Linked DNA regions of Mus musculus: all the other regions are linked to region 2. The links are chromatin contacts, called in public HiChIP or PLAC-seq maps. All regions are on one chromosome and are shown on one strand. The core of a region is the stretch at or near the end of the contact, and the rest is flanking DNA. Distances in the headings are between cores, read along the strand shown.

Region 1 (2,825 bases), core at 289-2,788, 330 kb before region 2:
GCTGGGTGGGTTCCTGCTGGATGTGGCTAGGGACAGGTTGGCATTCAGGGATCCCTGTCTCTTGTCCCCTAGCCACTGAAGGGCAGAGAGCAGGAGCAAGTTGGAGTGTGGGGGCTAACCCTGTGCCCTGCAGGTGAGTGGCCCCCAAGTTGAGCAGGAGACATCTCAGTGCTACAAGCTACCTGTGATAGCTCCAGTGACCATTCTAGAACATTCTAGCATACCACTGAGCCTTTGAGGATCAGGAAAGGGGCTCTATCTGCTCACATATGGAGTCCCTAAGAGGGTCACATGCATCCCTGGTAGTCTACCAGTCTGGGGTTCCCTGGAAACAGGACAGGGGATCTCATGGGACTGGGGACACTAGACACTAGGGTAGGAGGAGACAGGAGCTGGAAGAGGCCCAGCTGGGTTGCAAGAATAAGAAAGTCTTGGAGTTGTCCGGCATGGACTAGGGGGGTCCCCTCAGCCCCAGAATCTGTGTACCCCTTGTCTTCTATACCACAGTCCCCTGGATTTGGGTGTGAAGTGGGGTGAGGCCCTGACACCCCATTTCCCGCTGGCCCTCCAAGCAGAGTCTGGGAAACCGACCAGGAGGAGAATAGGGTGTCAGTCTACCCTCCAGGCCCTTGGTCCTCTCAGCTTCAGATATGCGTGTGCACGGGGGATCCAGGAGGTGAGTGGGCTGGGGACTGTGGGGGTGACTGAGCGGGTGCAGCAGGTGGCGGGCGTGGGCGGATGCCCTGTGCCTTCATGTAGGACACCAGTTGGTCCGGAATCTCAGCCAGAACATCCCGGGCCAGGCGGGCCATGCTCAGTACGTGGTTGCCGGTGCGGTCCACATAGTCCCTGAAGGGCACAAACTGAGAGGCAAGGAAGATGGGGTCAAGATGGGGCACGTGGGTCCCCTCCCAGAGAACCCACTCTATCCAACCCCCCCCACTTTGCGAGTTTCCCCGGGGATGGGCCATGCCTCTGTGCTGAGTCCTTCATCTGTATTCCACAGGAGGCCTAACACTGACCCAAGCCCTTCATCGGAGACTAGCAAGGAGAACAGAGGCTCAAAGGATGCTGGGAAAGGCTAACCGGATCCTGCCTCCTTGCTCCCAAGGGATGCTGGGAAAGGCTAACCGGATCATGCCCCCTTGCTCCCAAGGGATGCTGGGAAAGGCTAACCAGATCCTGCCTCCTTGCTCCCTTTTCCTTTCCCACCCCTCTCCAGGGGGACCCTCTCAGTCTCCTAGGACCCCAACACTTGTCTAAACCCACATCTAACCCAGCTTCCTCTCAATGCTGCCAACCTCTGGCTCCTTCCTGTCTCCCTCCTCCTAGGATCCAGGGTGCCACCTCCATCTATGAGGGCTCTCCATGCCACTGGAAGGCCATGTGGCACAGACTCCCTGTGCAGGGCTCTGGATTCCGTGGGAGCATCATTCAGGTTAGAAGGGACTTCCTAGAGGGCAGGGAGGGGTGGGGCTTCCTGAGAAGACTGGCCCAGGAAGGGATTCCAGTGTCTGTCCTTGAGATGCCTGTAAAGGCGCTCTGGCACTGCGGAAGGGCGGGGCCTGTTTCACCTGGACAATGTCTCGCTCAGCCAGCTTCCCCCTGGAGGAGATCCGCACGTCATCACCGTCCAGCTCCACCATGGCTGTAGAGACAAGGGATGTGTGCGTGTGATCAATCCCTCCAATCCCAGGCCAGCCCAGGGCCCTTGCCCCAACACTAGAAATGGGTGGAGACCTAGGGCCCTGCTCCTTGTCTGGGTTGAGGAGCCTGACCTCGGGATGAGGCTGAGACCTGCATGGGTACTGACACACCCTCTCAAGGCACACAAGTCTACCCAGACTGCATGCATGCCTGGGCATGAGCTCCAGCGGGTGGGGACGGGATGCCATGGGGTTCTGTAAGAGAAGGCAGCTGGGAAAGGGACTCTGGACTCACCATCGAACTCGGCCTGGCCCACGCCAACAATGATGATCGACATAGGGAGTTTGGCAGCCTGGGAAAAACAGGGGAGGGGCAAAAAGCTGTGTCAGACAGGTAGGGACTGGAGGGTGGGTCAAACAAAATAGGGCAGGGCAAAGGGATAGAGAATGAAGGTTAGGGGACCCCAAGGAACCCCAAGGGACAGGATAGGGAAAGGACACGGATCAAGAGAAGATAAATTGCTGGGGAGGTGGTGGGGGGCTGGGTCTGCCTGCCTCTGTAAAGCAACCTCCTCCCTCTGGTGCTAGGGCTCTACCATGAGGGGCTAAGGCAGCTGTGGCTAAGGCCCCTTTTCTGAGGAAACCATGGGTCAAGGTTAGGGAAGGGAGCTTTCCTCACTGAGACTCTCTGCTACATGACAGGCAAGCTGGGGCCTAGGGTGGGTGGCTGAGGGGGTCATGGGCTCCCCAGAGAGCATGGTCATCTGTGTGGCTGAGGTCTGAGCTCTCATAGGTTCAGGGCATCTCCATTCCCCAAACCCCTGTCTAATACTCTCTCCGTGTCCTGTCAGTCTCTGTGGAGTAACCAGATGACTTTATGGGGTGGCCAGTAACATTATGGGGGGCAGGAAAAGAAGCCACCCTGTGGTTCTTTAAAAGGAGCACCCCTGGGTTCTCTTAGGGGTAGGACAAGATGTTTTAGTCCCCTCAAACCATGTGTGTGTGTGTGTGTGTGTGTGTGTGTGTGTGTGTGTGTGTGTATGTGAGAGAGAGAGAGAGAGAGAGAGCGCGCCATCCTCCACTCACATTTACAATTGCCTCCTTGGTCTGTGCCATGTCCGAGATGACACCATCAGTGATGATGAGCAGCACAGAATACTGGGAGCCATCCTGCACAGC
Region 2 (2,703 bases), core at 99-2,598:
CGAACAAGGGGTGTAGCTGGCTGTCCATGACTCTGGCCACCAGTATCTCAGTTTATATGGATTACACAGAATGAGAGTTTACCCATTTCCACACGTCGTTATCAACTCTCCATGAAGTTCAAAAGGACAAAAGATGAAAGCGGACTCGGCTAGCTTTCCGTGGTATTTCCACGTGCATGTGGGGACTTTCCTTTGAGACAAGGCTGGGGTGGGGGCCAATAATATCTGGTATCGCCTGACTGCTAATACCAAGCTGATGAGAAGGTAACTACCGCAACAACCTCTGATTAAACCCAGCGGCACCCTCCCACCCTCGCCCGCGATCAGGAATTTTCCTGCTCCTCCCGCCCTCTCAGAAGGGGCTGAGGCAGCATTTGGCAAGAGAAAGCTAACGTTTGTGTCGTGATTTCCTCTCTCAGGCGCTCGGACATGGACCGAGGGGATCAGGTACCCCGGGTCCCTTCTAATTCTCTCTGCATTTCTAAATTGAGAATCTTTGTCACCGGCTCCTCGCATCCCAGGTCTCCCCCACTTTTCCTCGCAGGCCTGTGACTGGCCTCGGTGTGCAAAATGCCGGTGACTCACGTCTTGCACAGCCTTCGCCCCCAAAAACACAATCATCACCCCCAGGATCTAGCCCACATAACATCGTCAACCCGCCCCAGCAGCCTTGGAGGTCTCCGGGCTGAGTCACACCAGAGGACCACCCTGGTCGGCATCCACACACACGCGGTCCCTACTCATGGCTTCCGCGCCCGCCACACCAACGCCCTTCCATTTCTCACAACTTGCTACGCTCCAGCTCCAATCCTCGACCCCCCTCCACAACCCAAATCTCCGGGAAACACAGAGCCGGCAGAGCTGGCCTCGGGCGGCCTTTGATGGCTTTGTTATTGTTTGGGTTTGAATCGATACGCCCCTCCCCATCCTTCCTCCCCCGCCCGCGCGCGCCACCCAGCTCCCGCCTCCCTGCACGCCCAGCGCCCCTCCCCCTCCGTTTTGGCGCCTTTTCCTTCCCGCCACGTCGTGGCGGCGTTAGCGACCATTCTGACCGCGAGGCGAGAGGCGGGGCCCGCAACGCCTTATGCAAATAGGGCGTCTTCTGGTTGGCTGAAGCCGCGCCCGAGGGCGGGGCCGGGGAGAGGGGTGTAGCCGCGAGGGGGCGGAGCGGAGGGGAGCGGCCCTGGTCCCGCCGCCTCCCCGCCCCCTCTCCGCCCTCCGCCGCCGAGCCAGCCCGGCTCCCCACCTCGGCCTCCCGGAGAGGCCCCGCCCCGTCCCCGCCCGCCGCGCGCGCCCTCCCCAGCGGCGCGCTCCGCCCCTTTACTCCTGGCGGCGGGGCGAGCCGGGCGTCTGCAGCAGCGGCCGTGGCGGCGGAGGAGGCTGGAGGGGAGTCGGCAGTGCCGGCGGCGGGATCGGCAGTAGCAGCAGCAGCAGCAGTCACAGTCAGCAGCAGCCCTGGGTCCCGCAGCGCCTCTCGCCCTGCCGCCTCCCGCACTGCCTGACCCAGCCGGCGAACCCGCCCGCGGCCAGCCCCGCCAGCGCCCTCAGTCGTCCTCCGACTCGCCCTCGGCCTTGCGCGCCAGCCGCAGCCAGAGCCGCAACGCCACCCGCAGTCTGAGTCCCGGCCGTCGGCTCAGCCCCAGCTCGCTCCGCCGCCGCTGCTGCTCGTCCCGGCACCGGCGCCGCACCGACACCCTGGAGGTGGGGATGCTCCTGTCCAAGATCAACTCCCTGGCCCACCTGCGCGCCGCGCCCTGCAACGACCTGCACGCCACCAAGCTGGCGCCGGGTGAGTGTCCCCACCCCACCCTGGGCGCGCGGGTCGTTGGGACGCCGGGAGACCCCCGCGTGGGTCGAGCGCGCTGAGTGTCCCGTGCCTCTTTCCTAGGCAAAGAGAAGGAGCCCCTGGAGTCGCAGTACCAGGTGGGCCCGCTGTTGGGCAGCGGTGGCTTCGGCTCGGTCTACTCTGGCATCCGCGTCGCCGACAACTTGCCGGTGAGTGGGCAACGCCGCCTCGGGGAGGGCGCGCGGAGGGATGCTTTGAGCAGGAGGGTCTGATGGAGACTCGGGGGTCTTCTTCCAGGTGGCCATTAAGCACGTGGAGAAGGACCGGATTTCCGATTGGGGAGAACTGGTGAGTGAGCCGGAGCCAGAGACCCTCTCATGGGTGGGTGGGTGGCGACGGGCGTGCCGGAACCGGCGCGCTAACCCTCGCCCTCACTCTGCAGCCCAATGGCACCCGAGTGCCCATGGAAGTGGTCCTGTTGAAGAAGGTGAGCTCGGACTTCTCGGGCGTCATTAGACTTCTGGACTGGTTCGAGAGGCCCGATAGTTTCGTGCTGATCCTGGAGAGGCCCGAACCGGTGCAAGACCTCTTCGACTTTATCACCGAACGAGGAGCCCTACAGGAGGACCTGGCCCGAGGATTCTTCTGGCAGGTGCTGGAGGCCGTGCGGCATTGCCACAACTGCGGGGTTCTCCACCGCGACATCAAGGACGAGAACATCTTAATCGACCTGAGCCGCGGCGAAATCAAACTCATCGACTTCGGGTCGGGGGCGCTGCTCAAGGACACAGTCTACACGGACTTTGATGGTGAGCCAGGCCCCGGGGAGGGAGCTGCCCAAGGTGCCGGCCTGGAAGCCTCTGGCGGCCTCGGCTCCGGCCCTTTGTAAAGGTCATTGGGCCGCCTGGCTCAGAGCT
Region 3 (2,940 bases), core at 219-2,718, 410 kb before region 2:
AGGAGAAGGAGAAGGAGAAGGAGAAGGAGAAGGAGAAGGAGAAGGAGAAGGAGAAGGAGAAGGAGAAGGAGAAGGAGAAGGAGAAGGAGAAGGAGAAGGAGAAGGAGAAGGAGAAGGAGAAGGAGAAGGAGAAGGAAGAAGAAGAAGAAGAAGAAGAAGAAGAAGAAGAAGAAGAAGAAGAAGAAGAAGAAAAGAAGTCCATGGTGCATCCAGCATGGAAAAGTTCTGGATTCTATAGGCCATCTGCTGGTCAACTGTTTCAACCAGAGGGCTCTCTCTGGAAGTAGACACAGGTTATGTGTGCCGCTACTACCTCTGGGAAGGAAATGGTGGCTGGAGGGTGGGGGTTTGTCTGGGGTCCGGAAAGACTTTTGTTTTTGTTTTTAACCAACATCCTTTTTCATCTTTTGACTGTTATTCCTGGGAATGTATTACGGACTCAACAAAATAAATACAGGAAATTATGGAAAAATGAAACTGCACTTTGGACTATACTACAAATAGAATTTTTAAAGATATTTGGAAAAAGAAATGAGCGGAGCGAGCAGCTGCTATTGATGGTGTCAAAGCAGTGTTTGTCTTCTCAATCCTGCTGACTGCAGTGGGTCCAGGCTTGGAGCGGCTCAGGCTAACAGCCCTGAGTGGGGGTGGGGTGGAGTGGGAGGTCGGTTGGCAAGCTCTTGGCTGAGGTTTCCTAAAACCTGGAGGGGCCGTGGCGGAGGCGGGGCTCTTCTTGCAGAAAGCCGCACAGCCCGAGGACAATTTGTTTTTGTTTTGTTTTTATGTAGCTTGCCATTGTTCAGTTTGATTTTTTTTTTTTTTCCCACACAGGGTCTCGCATAACTCAGGCGGAGGGCTGAAACTTAGTATGCCGCTATCTGGGCATCCAGCCCCCACCTCTGGAGTTCAGGGATAACCTACCAAGCCCGGTTTTTGTAGTGCTTAGAATGGAACCCGGGATTTCCTGTACGCTAGTCAAGCTCTCTACCAACTGAGCTACGACCCCGACTCCTTTCTTTATCGTCACGTAGTCCAGGCTGGCCTCAAAACTTCCCATGTAGCTGCGGATGACTTTGAACTCTGGATCTTCAGGTCTAAACTCCCTGTGCGGAGTGTGGGAATAAAAGGCTATGTCCTCGCTCCCCAGTGCTAGCTGTCATTGTTATTATTTTGAGAGAGGAAAAAAAAAAAAAAAGAAAGAAAGAAAGAAAGAAATAAGTCGAGGACACTCACGGAAAGCGAGTGGGACAGGCCAGGCCAGCTGAGGTTGTCCACAAGTTCTTGCCCTGGGTCTTTGGAGATATAATTAGCTGGTTTTTCCAGCGCTGAGTGGGTGGTTCACTTCTGCACCCCTGGCAAAGCTGGGAGATGATGCAACCGAAGGCAAGCCCGGGCAAGGCCGGCAGAGAGTTGTGGCTATGGGGCTCAGGCGACTTGGTCCTGGGCGTGGGGAGTGTGGGTCAGACTGCCAGGGGAAGCTAAGCCTGCCGGCTGCCCAAGTCTCCGCCTCTCCCCCCTCCCCCCATCCCTGCACAGTAACAACTTCTATTCTGAGTTCTTTCTCTCTGTGCTGCAGGTGGAAGAGTCCGGGGAAGAACTGGAGGCCACATGGGGGCCGGGGGGCGCTCTGTTCTGGGAGATTAAATCAGGCATTGAGGATGGAGAGAGGGCTTTTAATCAACAGGAGACATTTTCAGGTCACCATGTGCTCATGGGGTTAGCCAATCTTCTTTTACTTTTTTTGAGACAGTCTCCTGTTGCCACGGATGGCCTCAAACTTGCTAGGTAGAGGAGGATGCCCTTGATCTTGGGACCTTTCTGTCTCCATCACCCAAGTGCTGGGACTGAAGCCTTGCCCCATCATATCTGGCTGTGAAGTATAGTGTTTTGTTTTGTTTTGCTTTTCCCCTTGGTTTTTTGAGACAGGGTTTCTCTGTATACTGGCTGTCCTGGAACTCACTTTGTAGACCAGGCTGGCCTAGAACTCAGAAATCTGCCTGCCTCTGCCTCCCAAGTGCTGGGATTAAAGGCGTGCGCCACCACTGCCCAGCGAAGTATAGTTTTTAATTGTGTTCATTGTCACGTAAAGATCCTAAGGGCTGGTGAGATGGTTCAGTGGACTCAGGAGCTTGCCGCCAAGGTTGGCAAGCCCTGTTTGAGCCTCAGAACCTGGATGGTAGAAGGAGAGAACTGAGCCTGAATGTTGTCCTTTGACCTTCCCTAATGTTGTCTTGTTCCAGTGTATGTCGACACACAAGAAATAATGCAGTTAAAAGATAGGATAGGGCTGGAGAGACAGCTCAGCGGTTAAGAGCACTGACTGCTCTTCCAGAGGTACTGAGTTCGAATCCCAGCAACCACGTAGTAGCTCTGAACCATCCATAATAGGATCTGATACCTATTTCTGGGGTGTCTGAAGACAGCTACAGTGTACTTACATATAATAAATAACTAAATCTTTTTAAAAAATAGAATAGAGCCGGGCGTGGTGGCGCACGCCTTTAATCCCAGCACTCGGGAGGCAGAGGCAGGCGGATTTCTGAGTTCGAGGCCAGCCTGGTCTACAGAGTGAGTTCCAGGACAGCCAGGGCTACAGAAAAACCCTGTCTCAAAAAACCAAAAAAAAAAAAGAAAAAGAATAAAAAAAATAGAATAAAAGAATATTAATTTTTTATATTTATTTGTTTTGATTTGTATAGGTGTTTTGCCTGAATGTATGTGTGTGTACTTCATTTGTGCCATCCTGGGAGTAGACAGTACAGGAGACCAGCTCCTCTCCCCAGAGATGCCCACTGTCCTGGTCTCTATTTTCTTCTTTTAAAAATTTATTTATTTATTTTTATGTGTATGGTGTTCTATCTGCATGTACACTTGCATGTCAGAAGAGCATCAGAACGCATTATAAATGGTTGACAGCCACTATGTGGTTGCTGGGAATTG

What was found. HiChIP or PLAC-seq counts read pairs in DNA pulled down with a chosen protein or histone mark.
Region 1: an H3K4me3 HiChIP or PLAC-seq map of embryonic stem cells shows a contact between it and region 2, with 6 times the contacts expected there. The contact joins the enhancer-like site here to the promoter of Pim1 in region 2. A contact is called at or near these places in 6 of 484 Hi-C or Micro-C datasets (the G1E-ER4 cell line, Th1 cells, brown adipocytes and 2 more), 17 of 115 datasets of contacts at active chromatin or transcription factors (DN3 thymocytes, the HPC-7 cell line, acute myeloid leukemia and 12 more) and 1 of 9 other capture datasets (liver).
Region 3: a contact with region 2 is called in an H3K27ac HiChIP or PLAC-seq map of embryonic stem cells, with 2.7 times the contacts expected there. The contact joins the promoter of Trp53cor1 here to the promoter of Pim1 in region 2. A contact is called at or near these places in 5 of 484 Hi-C or Micro-C datasets (Th1 cells, embryonic stem cells, gonadal supporting cells and 1 more), 10 of 115 datasets of contacts at active chromatin or transcription factors (CD8 T cells, the SCID.adh cell line, astrocytes and 3 more) and 1 of 9 other capture datasets (pancreatic islet).

The regions. Positions count from the first base shown.
Region 1 is chr17:29,158,378-29,161,202 of GRCm38.p6, forward strand. It overlaps Cpne5 (copine V), which reads right to left. Exons shown (of 21, transcript NM_153166.2): 18 at 2,733-2,825; 19 at 1,942-1,999; 20 at 1,575-1,648; 21 at 1-863. The coding sequence ends at 645. Among named protein-coding and RNA genes, the nearest start is that of Rab44, 46 kb to the left of the region's middle. Within about 2 kb of position 1,539, at least 25 of the 459 cell types and tissues checked have an H3K27ac peak or open chromatin away from gene starts, as enhancers often do. A contact at or near this core is called in embryonic stem cells, where this site is marked.
Region 2 is chr17:29,489,437-29,492,139 of GRCm38.p6, forward strand. It overlaps Pim1 (proviral integration site 1), which reads left to right and starts at 1,349. Exons shown (of 6, transcript NM_008842.4): 1 at 1,349-1,789; 2 at 1,889-1,995; 3 at 2,084-2,134; 4 at 2,229-2,595. The coding sequence starts at 1,708. It overlaps Gm26885 (predicted gene, 26885), which reads right to left and starts at 2,108. Exons shown (of 4, transcript NR_168683.1): 1 at 1,741-2,108.
Region 3 is chr17:29,077,658-29,080,597 of GRCm38.p6, forward strand. Trp53cor1 (tumor protein p53 pathway corepressor 1) reads right to left here and starts at 1,469. Exons shown (of 2, transcript NR_036469.2): 1 at 1,234-1,469.